Regions from separate parts of the Mus musculus genome. Here region 1 is linked to region 2. A link is a contact called in public HiChIP or PLAC-seq data. All regions are on one chromosome and are shown on one strand. The core of a region is the stretch at or near the end of the contact, and the rest is flanking DNA. Distances in the headings are between cores, read along the strand shown. Region 1 overlaps Specc1 (sperm antigen with calponin homology and coiled-coil domains 1). Region 2 overlaps Specc1 (sperm antigen with calponin homology and coiled-coil domains 1).

Evidence for each region. HiChIP or PLAC-seq counts read pairs in DNA pulled down with a chosen protein or histone mark.
Region 1: an HNF4G HiChIP or PLAC-seq map of pancreatic cancer cells shows a contact between it and region 2. The contact joins two enhancer-like sites. A contact is called at or near these places in 1 of 484 Hi-C or Micro-C datasets (muscle stem cells), 4 of 115 datasets of contacts at active chromatin or transcription factors (embryonic stem cells, microglia and pancreatic cancer cells) and 1 of 9 other capture datasets (embryonic stem cells).

Annotation. Positions count from the first base shown.
Region 1 is chr11:62,222,566-62,227,752 of GRCm38.p6, forward strand. Specc1 (sperm antigen with calponin homology and coiled-coil domains 1) reads left to right here. Exons shown (of 15, transcript NM_001281818.1): 15 at 1-448. Among named protein-coding and RNA genes, the nearest start is that of Adora2b, 24 kb to the right of the region's middle. Within about 2 kb of position 1,581, at least 100 of the 459 cell types and tissues checked have an H3K27ac peak or open chromatin away from gene starts, as enhancers often do. A contact at or near this core is called in pancreatic cancer cells, where this site is marked.
Region 2 is chr11:62,078,135-62,083,131 of GRCm38.p6, forward strand. All of the region lies in intron 3 of Specc1 (sperm antigen with calponin homology and coiled-coil domains 1), which reads left to right. Among named protein-coding and RNA genes, the nearest start is that of Gm39988, 30 kb to the left of the region's middle. Within about 2 kb of position 2,522, at least 5 of the 459 cell types and tissues checked have an H3K27ac peak or open chromatin away from gene starts, as enhancers often do. A contact at or near this core is called in pancreatic cancer cells, where this site is marked.

The sequences.
Region 1 (5,187 bases), core at 331-2,830, 140 kb after region 2:
ATCTCCCACGAGCACCAGACACATGCCAGTCTCACTGGCCAGTAGAAATGGAGAACTGAGACCCTTAGAGACAAACCCACTCACCAAATCTAGCAGTTTCTAAGTATCCCAGTTAGAGATGCACCACTACCAACACAAATGAAAGCGGGAACCACCAGCCATCTGAAGAGAAGTGTTCCCAGCACCCACTTACGGCCCTGGACATCTAGCCCTCTGATTGAGGTTGGAGTTCTGGGACACCCTGAGTAGCTCACTGACTATCACTACATTAGTTGAATGCACTTGATACATTGTGGCCTCCTTTCTGTCAAGAGCACACTAGATAGCACCAAGCACTGCCCAAGTGTGACATACTATTCGAGGTGAACAGAGCTCATAATGGAAGTGTAAGGTGTGCCGCTGTGTAATATTTCTAATAAATATATTTTGTTTCTGCCTCAGTTCTTTCACCTGGTGACATTTATCCGAATTTTTTTCAAAGCACCAAACTTGCTTTGAGTCTGCTGACAGCCAGCATCGCCCTGCATGCTCCCGGTCCCTTCCCAGCCTCCCCTGCAGCTCTTCTACAGGTCGTGCCTCTGCCCTTCCCATCTGCAGCTGTCTTGCTGTGGATATAAGCTGTCAGATGAATTCCAGCACCAGGATGCTACCAAGCTGTGCAAATGTGCTTAAGATGGGAAGTGGGCTGCCTGGACCCCAGAAAACACACACAGTGTTGTAGAAAGTTATGACAAGCTTAAAGAGGCAAGTAAATAAAAAAATATAATTAGTAGAGATGCCAGTGGCACCTGGAAGCCACAGATGAGGAAGGCCACCCTAGAATCTTCATTCCTATTTCCTTTCAAGTGAGCCCCACAGCCTGGCCTTTTCCTGAGGACCTCCACAACTGCTCAGGGTAACAGTCGCTGATACGACTTAACAAACATTGGGCCAGCCTCAGGGCTACCACTTCCCTCTCAGTCTAAAGGGACAGGAAAAGTTGTGCCAAGAGATACCCAGTCTTGTTTGCTTCACATCTGATTGTCCTGTGCATCCTAAGTGCCAGTTGCCTTGGGCTGTGTACACGTGTGCATCCCTGCTGGCTCATGCACGTGCATAGTAGGCCTTTCACAGCTGCCCAGTGTCTCCCCACTTGGGAATTATCTCCATAGCAGCTGGCTTTGGAAGCTTATCACACAGGTTCTATCCTATGAACCTGGCTCTCTACATGAATGATGTAAGTACCATCCGTAGGCATTCCATGAGTGGGCCACCTTTGCACATGCAATTTACAGGAAGGGTAAACTGGTTTTGAAGTGGCCACCTGGTAGCACTGAACCCCAGGGCATCTTCCTTTCTGACCCCAGATTTCCCGTACAGCTATCTCGGGTGGTTTCTGTTGTCACAACACATACAATCCTACAAACCGCGTACTTTATAAAAAATAGAGGTTTGCTTACCATCAGCTCTGAAGTATGGACCCTCCAAGAGCCCAGCACTGGTGTCTGGAAAGGTATTCTTGCCACAGCATGACTTAGCAGAGGCCATGAGGAAACAGAGGAAGCATGCTGGCCCTTGGCCTTCCCTTGTGAAACCAATGATACCACGGGGAGCCCGGCCCTCATGACTCATACCCAGTTACCGCCAAAAAACCATTAAGCTTCTAGCACATGAACTTTGGGGAGATACATTCAAGCCATAGCTTCAGTGGCAACAGCTCAGGCTTAGCTGAGTTAAATGAGAGGCTCCTAACAGCCCTGTGTACAGATCCCTGGGCCCATGGCCACGTTCCCTCTGCAGGTGCGAAGGGCTTTGCTCTCGGGCTGTATGAACTTCTATCTGAGCTCCATGAGGGCCAAGTGTAGACATCTGTGCTCATGATGCCTAAACCTAATAAGTGGTGATTATATAGATCGCTTGATGAATTGGTCCAGCTGCCAATTACTTGTCTTCTGACTTGGAAATTAGTTCCAGGAATGAATACCACAGCATCCAGCCTGTGGTCCATCTTGTGAATGGTCTGTTCCAGCGTTTTGCGGCTTAATGGTGAGTGGGAAAGGCTCGGGGAAGAACTTGAAACCTGACCTCCCCGAGGCCTTCATCTTTCCCTTTCCTTACTGGTATTATATACTGGTCTCGTGAATGAAAAGACCTAACACATTCCCCCTCGGAGTCTTCTGGGATCTTTAAATGAACTCGTTTTAGCTTATTTCACCTGCTTCAGTAAGATATTTCTATATCATGAAGAAGAAAAAAAATTCCATAAATAGATTTGCCTAGAACACTTTAGAAGGTTGGCCAGTGGGTCTGTGAACCTTCCCATTTGTCCATCTGGGCCGCTATTTATATCCCTCCTTAGTGTGGCCATTTCCCTTGTATCTGAAAAATGAGACAGAACTGACAGTGGGACATGGGAAAAGTTTTCCTGCTACACGTGACCTCAGAAGGCTTGGCTGCCATTCAAGGCTGATCCTGGAAAACATCTGGAGATGGACCTCGTCCTAAGAAAGGCAAAGCCTCACCACCCAGAGCCTCCAAACAGGCAACAGGGATGAGAACTCACTGTGACATTGAAGATGTGTTGTTCCGACTGCTGAGGCCTTTCAGACCTGCCTGCTGTGCCCACAGCCTGCTGTGCCCACAGATCCAGTTGCTTTTGTTGAGGGAAGGGGAAGAGGAGGCCTGGCTTTGGCCACCTGCCTTTGTTGTCTACAGCCATGGGCCCAAGGTGAGAGCACGGTGGTTTTGTCCCTCTCAGAAATCCTGTGGGTGGCTCAGTGTTGGGTCAGTCGGCCCTGAGTGTGATATCAGTATTTAGAACTTTGAGGTATAACACAGCTGTTCCTGCAAATCATCTAATATTTAGCCCATCTGGGCAAGTGTGTGGCCGGGATAAGCCCACTTGAAGGAATTTGTAGACATTCACAGCAGAATCTCTAACAAAGGAGGATGCCAAGCTTCCACCCTGACTTCTAATCCAGCTTTCTTAGGGCCAAGTTTAGGTCTTTAAAGCCCAAAGAAACACTTATTCTCCATTTTCCCCTTAGTCTGGAGTCCAGGGAGCACACCACTCACAGACTGTTAGGCTGCTGGTCTTTGTAGTCATTGTTTGTTGCTGGTGTAACAAATTACTACAATGATTGCTGTCTTATGGTTAGAGAGTTTAGATACCAGTCTACACAAGATTTGCTGAATGCCATACTTTGAGTCTTGAATATTTCTCAATGGGTTAAAGACATGTTCAGCAACCTCTTTAAGAGGTGAGGCCTAGTGGGAGGAAGTTAAGTCCCTTGGGGGTGTATCCTTCAGAGATAGTGATACCCTGGCCCCTTTTTTCTGTTGTGTTTCCGATGCTATGAGGTAGGCAAGCCTCCTGCACCACACACACTTTTGCCGTGATGTGCCGAACCACCCACCATAGGGCCAAGGGACTGGATGAAAACCTCTGAAACCTTTCTTCCTTTTAAGTTTATTTTCTTAAGTATTTTGTTACAGCTGTGGAAAGCTGCCTGACACCTGGAACTAAAACGACCTCAGCAGGTAGGGTGACCTTCCCTTGGGGAGGCCCTAAGTGACAATCTGTTTTCTTGCCTTCCCCAGCTTCCCACATTCATAAATCGTGACCTCTTTCTTGGTCTTAAAGCCAGTGTGTGCTGAAGCTTCTGGCCATCCCTTTAAGACCAAAAGCATGTCTTTTCATGGCATGTGTTTAGTAGTCTAGAAAAATCTTACTGAAGAACGTCACCAAATTCTTTTTGCTATTCCTGGCTACATCTTCCCCCTGGCTCTCTGCAGCTAGGGAAACTCTGATTTTAGAGTCATGTAGGTAGATCGGGGCTATCCAGGTACTGTATTAACGATTCTCCCCATCCCACAACCCTACTCACCTTCACCACATCTACAGTCTCTCACCATGTGCGAAACATCTGTGCGCAATGCATACCACAGTCATCGCTCTGTCTCTTCTCATTAACAGTGGTAAAATCTTGTTTTCCTAGTTATAGTTGCCAAGCTATATGAAAGCTCCCTAGAAAAACAGGACCAGGGCGAAATAGATATGGAATGGGATTGTAAAGAAACTAGACCTTGTGATTAGAGGGTAGCAAGTCCCACACTCTGCCACCAGCAAGCTGGAGACCCAAGAAGGCCTATAAGCCGAGACAGTGGTGCAGACTCTAGTCCAAAGTTCTTGGCCATCCCTTTAAGACCAAACCTTTTTATGGCATATGTTTAGTAGTCTAGAAAAACCCAGGAGCACCAAAGGCAGGTCATGGATGTCCAAGCTCAACGTGGAGAGATTTGATGTCCTTCCTCTGGCTTTTTAACACCATTCAGTCCCTTACCCACACTGGGTAGCCATTGGGTGTTATTGTGCTCACTCTACCAATCCAAGTGCCCCTTTATTCCAGAAATGCTCTCCGAGGTACACTAAGAAATAATGCCTTACTATCATATCCCAATAAAGTTGATACATAGAGTTAAACATCACACAAACAGAAGAGCCAGGCTGCTCCACTATCAGGGTTCTCCATCCTTCCTGTGCCCCAACTGTTTTCCTAGGAGAGCTTTCCCCAGCTCAGCTGCCAGCTGGTGGTTTCCATTTCCTAGGCCATGTGCCCATCCCTGACCAAGCAGCTAGAGTAAGATAAGTGTGGTCCCTACTTAAGAGTAAGCCATGTTCATGCATCCTAGAACTGACTTCCTCCAAAGGCATTCCTCCGTAGTAATGATGTGTTTTCTGGGATGGAATTTAGCTTCCTAAACAACTTTCCTCCATGGGACTGGAGCCTGTATAACTAGCTAAAAAGTCAACACTTGGGAGTGAGCAAGGGACTGATCTGAATGGCTCAGGGCACCGGTGAGCATGGTTAATACTAGACCATTTGACAAATAAGCGAACGGAGGCGTACAAAAGCTAAATAATTTGTTTACAGTACCTTAGCTTGGAGGAAGCAAAGCAGAAGGTTAAACCGAAGCCAGCTGGTACCAAAGCCTGCACTTCCGGCCACTGCCATATTCCACCATTGTTAGGTACCTGTGGTGAAGGAAGCCTGTACTGGAGGTGGTAATTGGCCCTCAGTTGATGCTTTGTGATGCCTTTGCTGTGACTTACTAGGAAACAGCTGAATTCCTACCTAGTAACGGCTAGAGAGCTGAATTCTCACATTAAGATCTTAGACATATCTTTAGCCAGGTGTGTGTGTGTGT
Region 2 (4,997 bases), core at 1,272-3,771:
TTTTAGACTTAGGTCTCACAGCAGAAACCTTTCTTCCTGGTCCAGAATTTACATGTTGATTTTGGTGCCATTCTGACCTTAGCGGGGGTTCGAAATAGCCCCCAGTCTTGTTAGAGGTGGTATTGTAGGAAAGCCCAAGTTGATGAGTCAAACATTCTGTCTGAGTGCCTCTAAGCAGCACCCCTGGAAAAGGAAAAAAAAATCAAAGCAGTAGTAATTTTAAAGTGTTTAACTTGGAAGGCAGTTATGTTCCCTACTGTACCACCAAGGCCGAAACTTTTAACTTGAGGACAGTATTGAGGCTCTGAGGTGAAATGGTCTTTCCAATAACTTATGCCTTGAATCTAGAGCAGTGCTGCATGTACAACCCCAATCATCTTTACCCCAACCATATCCCTTCATTCACACCCTGGCGTCCTTAGATCTGGACCGCTGCCATTGCCTTCCTGACACTTGTGGTACGTTGGACTGTTAGACCAGCCGCCATTACTCAAAACTCTGACAGCGCCGGGCATGGTGGCGCAAGGCAGAGGCAGGCGAATTTCTGAGTTCGAGGCCAGCCTGGTCTACAAAGTGAGTTCCAAGACAGCCAGGGCTACACAGAGAAACCCTGTCTCAAAACAAAACAAAACAAAACAAATCAAAACAAAACAAAAAACCAAACCAACCAACCAACAACAACAAAAAAAATTCTTGACAGCCACACTGGAATCTTAGGGGTAGACAAAAGAAAAATCTTAGGGGTGAGTTACTGTGTAGTGTACATAGCGGTCTCACACAGCAGTTATCTGAACTTCTTGGTACAGAATGACCAGTAAATGTAAAGTAAGAGTAATCTATTGTTTATTCTACGGAGAAAAGTTTGCATGAGCTAGCTTATTGATAAACTAGGTAAAGGGTATATAAAATTGAAAAAACACTTGTCAGTGCCAAAGAATTGTGAGAAACTCTTCATTCCTTTAGTTAAAAACTTATAAGGAGACTGTTACTTTTGTCGATCAGTTGTTTGATATTCTAATTTCCAAGTGCCCTTACATTTTAAAGCTTCCTAATGACCAAGAAGATCAAAAGATATGTGTATGCCAGTGGTTTATTTTATCTTAATATTTGGCTCGGGTGGAGCTCAGGGCTTGCTGTGCACATGCTAAGCACATGCTCCACCATTCGCTCGAGCCCCAGCCCTTTGTTGTGGGTTTTCAAAGTGAGTATACTTTTCTAACGGGCACATATTCTGACTTGCTGCAAGTAAAGATACTTGATTGGAAATCTTGGTAAAGGCTTTAAAGATTGAACTCTGGGTTGAAAGGATGAACATGATTTTAGCATTGCCTTCATGAAATGCTGTGAAATTTACCAGTGAAATTCTAGGCAGTAGAGTTCTTCTGTTCAGGATGAATGTACAGTTGGTGCGTTGAACTACGATCTGAACAAGTAGCTCTGCAGAGATGAGGGTAGTGGTAAGAGGGAATAGGAGGCCAGAAGCGGCAGAAACACCTAAGTCTGAATCATGAAGTTCCTCTACTGTCTCCTTTGGGAGCTGACACCCAGGAATGCATGAGGTTTATTACAGGAAGTAAGACCAAAGAAAGAGGAAGCAGAATTGATGAGGGAAAACCCTCCAATTATAAATGCAGTTACAGGGAGAGCCTCAGAATCATGCTGATCTGATGAAGTGTTAGCCTGTAGATGAGTTCTACAGCAAAGCTGACTATTAGAAGAAAGTTTAAGCTTTCTGCTCACCAGTCCTCAGTCCTTCTGCTGTTGGTGGTCACTGGCCAAAAGCTGTTGGGGCGCAGGGGATGTGCCTTTACGGTCAAAAGCCAAGTGGGATCCTAGGATCCTGGTGGTATCTGAATGATGTATTCTTTCTCAATTAGAGATTTTAGTGATGTCCCTTTAGGGCTATCTGGCAACAGTACCTCACTCAGATGTTTGGACAAGGACCTTCTATTTAAAGGGTAAACGAGGATGAGATGGCTTGGTGGATAAAAGTGCTACATACCAAGTCTTACTAACTTTTGAATTCAATCCCTAGAATCCACATGGAAGAAGGAGGGAACTAGTTTATTCACTTTTGTCTTCTGACCTCCTCTGTACCACACACAAGTAGACAGATAAATGTAATAAAGAGGAAATGAATGGTATTTCAGACCTCCTTTCAGACCCCTTCTGAGACTTGAGAGGGCTGGTTGGATAAGCCTGTTCTTCAAGTGATGCTCTTACTCATTTTTGGAGGAGTGTTTAGGCAGAAACCAAGTTTCTTAGAGGCTGCTTTTGTAGCTCTGTGGCATCTATACTGGCAGCAAGGTTCTTAAATGTGTGTGGTTTTCTGAGTTAGTTCATCATAACTTTTTGTGGTATTGCAGGTTGGTAAAGAAAAATGATCAAGTTAAAGACAGAAGTTCCATGTTCAAGGGCAGTTATAATTAAAAGAGCACGGTGAAGGCTACACCCCTTACTTGCTACAGGGTCTAGTTAACAGCCTTTCAATTTCTAGGCAGGTTGCCACAGGGCTACAGCCTGTGTACTGTTTAAAGGCATTTGGATAAATCAATGGACAAGCCCAGCCAGCTTGGAGTTGTATTGACCCAGAGGGAGGAGTGCAATTTTATAATTCTGCCTAGAAAGTGAGCTGAGAACTTACAATCGATCCTCCTGCTTTCACTTCCCAAGCTAGCATTACAGGCACAGGCTACTTCTGGGGTTTTTGCAGTGCTGAGGATCAAGCCCAGCACTTTGTGTATGATGAGTACTACAAACTAAGCTAATCCAAGCCCCATTTAGCTTATCATTCTTTTTTATCCTTCCTTCCTTCCTTCCTTCCTTCCTTCCTTCCTCCCTCCCTCCTTTCCTCCCTCCTTCTCTCTCACCCCCCTCTCTCTTTCTTTCTTTCTTTCTTTCTTTCTTTCTTTCTTTCTTTCTTTCTTCCTTCCTTCCTTCCTTCCTTCCTTTCTTTCTTTCTTTCTTTCTTTCTTTCTTTCTTTCTTTCTTTCTTTCTTTCTTTCTTCTTTTTCTTTCTTCTTTCCTCCCTCCCTCCCTCCCTCCCTCCCTCCCTCCCTTCCTTCCTTCCTTCCTTCCTTCCAGGTCTATTTATTTATTTATTTATTTATTTGTTTATTTATTTATTTAGACAGGGTCTCCCTATATAGCCCAGCCATCCTTGAACTCACTATGTAAACCAGTTTGGCCTTGAACACAAGAGATATTTGCCTGCTCTGCCTCCCGAATGCTGGGATTAAGTATGTGTACTGCTGTGCCTGGCTTCATTCTATTTTTTGATATAAGTCAAAGGCATTATTATCTGTACAAGACTACGAAATGTTTTTTATCTTTACTGTTTTTGATTAACTTTCATGGTTCGCCACTAATCCTTTCTGTGAAAGCAGAGGAACTAAATGCATTCTCATGGTTATATCTCGCACGCTTCATCTGCAAGTCATATATAAGTTGTAATTCCAAGTACATAACAATTCCAGACCAGCCATGGCCTGCCTAAAAAGAGACCCTGCCTGAAAGAAAAAAAAGATCTAAATGCATTGTTAGTACCAAAATATACATGGTGCTATATATACCATATACCTGAAAATTTTTGGTATATTTTTATACTAAACTTTTTAATAAACTTGATGTATTTTTTTAAAACCTAAGGGGTAAAGTGCGTGGCTCAGTGGAAGACCATATGCTTGGCATATGCAAGATCCTGGATGACCTTGAACTCATAGAGACCTACCTGTTCCTGTCTCCCTTTCTGTACCAGGGAGGTTTGTGCCACCATTCCCTGCCTATTCTGTTCATCTCCCACATTCAAATCTGCACATCACTTGATTAATTTGTACTTCTTTTGCATTTACACTGTCCAGATATTTTCCTTCCTAATTCCAAAGACCTATGACTGGACAGATTGCCTATTCTTTGTATATTTTCTATATCTTTAAGTCAGTATCTTTCTTGATAGTAAAGCAATGCAATTTTTAAAAATTTAACTATGATTCTCTCCTGGCTTTATCTGACTTATAAGGTCATTCTACTGAAATAATAGAAACAGTCAGTTAATGACACAGGTCACAAAATTTTTCAAATGAGAGGAGAGACCTTTCATACTGTAAGATCATAATCCTAATCTGTATACTAACTGACAAAACACTGGAAGAATTTAACCATGGTCATACACAAGCCATTTTTCCAGAATGTTCATAGACGGTTAAAATGTTGATCTGTTCTAAATACAGAAAGAAAGCATCATTAGAGTTTTAAAGGGAATTTTTACTGGCCACCCCATGACCATAATGTAATAAAACTATAAATAATAAAAGTTGAATTTGTAAAAAGTTCATAAATTTGACTCAATAGGCATTGAAAGCTATTTTTACAGATCACTTAAGGAAATAATTGAAATAGTGATGAGGTTACAAACAATAGGCAGATCCATTCTTCAGAAAGGTTTTATTATCAAGTAAAAAAGAACGGAAATGAGTGAAGTCAGTGCTAGATGAGAACATGCAGAAACAGCCCGCACAGCAGGCCTGTAGTCCCAGCACCAGGGAAGCATATCTATACAGGAAGGTCTCTGGGGCTTGCTGGCCAGTCAGTCTAGCCAAATCCACAAGCTCAAAGAGACCCCTGTCTCAAAAAGCAGTGTCCTAAAGTGGAGATCTTTTTTTCAAAACACAAGGTCATTTTGATCTTTGGTCTAAACACACATGCAGAACACACACACACAATTCATGTTCTAAGGGATTTTGGAGGGTTTGGTTAAGGTAGAATAAAAACCAAAAAATAAATTTTGATAAAATTAAAAAGTAACAAAATCAATTTATAAAGACAAGAAACAGGCCTGGGAGTACAGCTCAGAAAGTCACAGCATATATGAGGTACTGGGTTTGATCCTTATGAGAGAAGGGGGAGGTAAAAGAGATGGGAGAAGAAAAAAGAAATTAAATATTAGGATAGACAAGGAATCTTGGAGGATATCAGAAACTAACTTTAAAATATCTTGA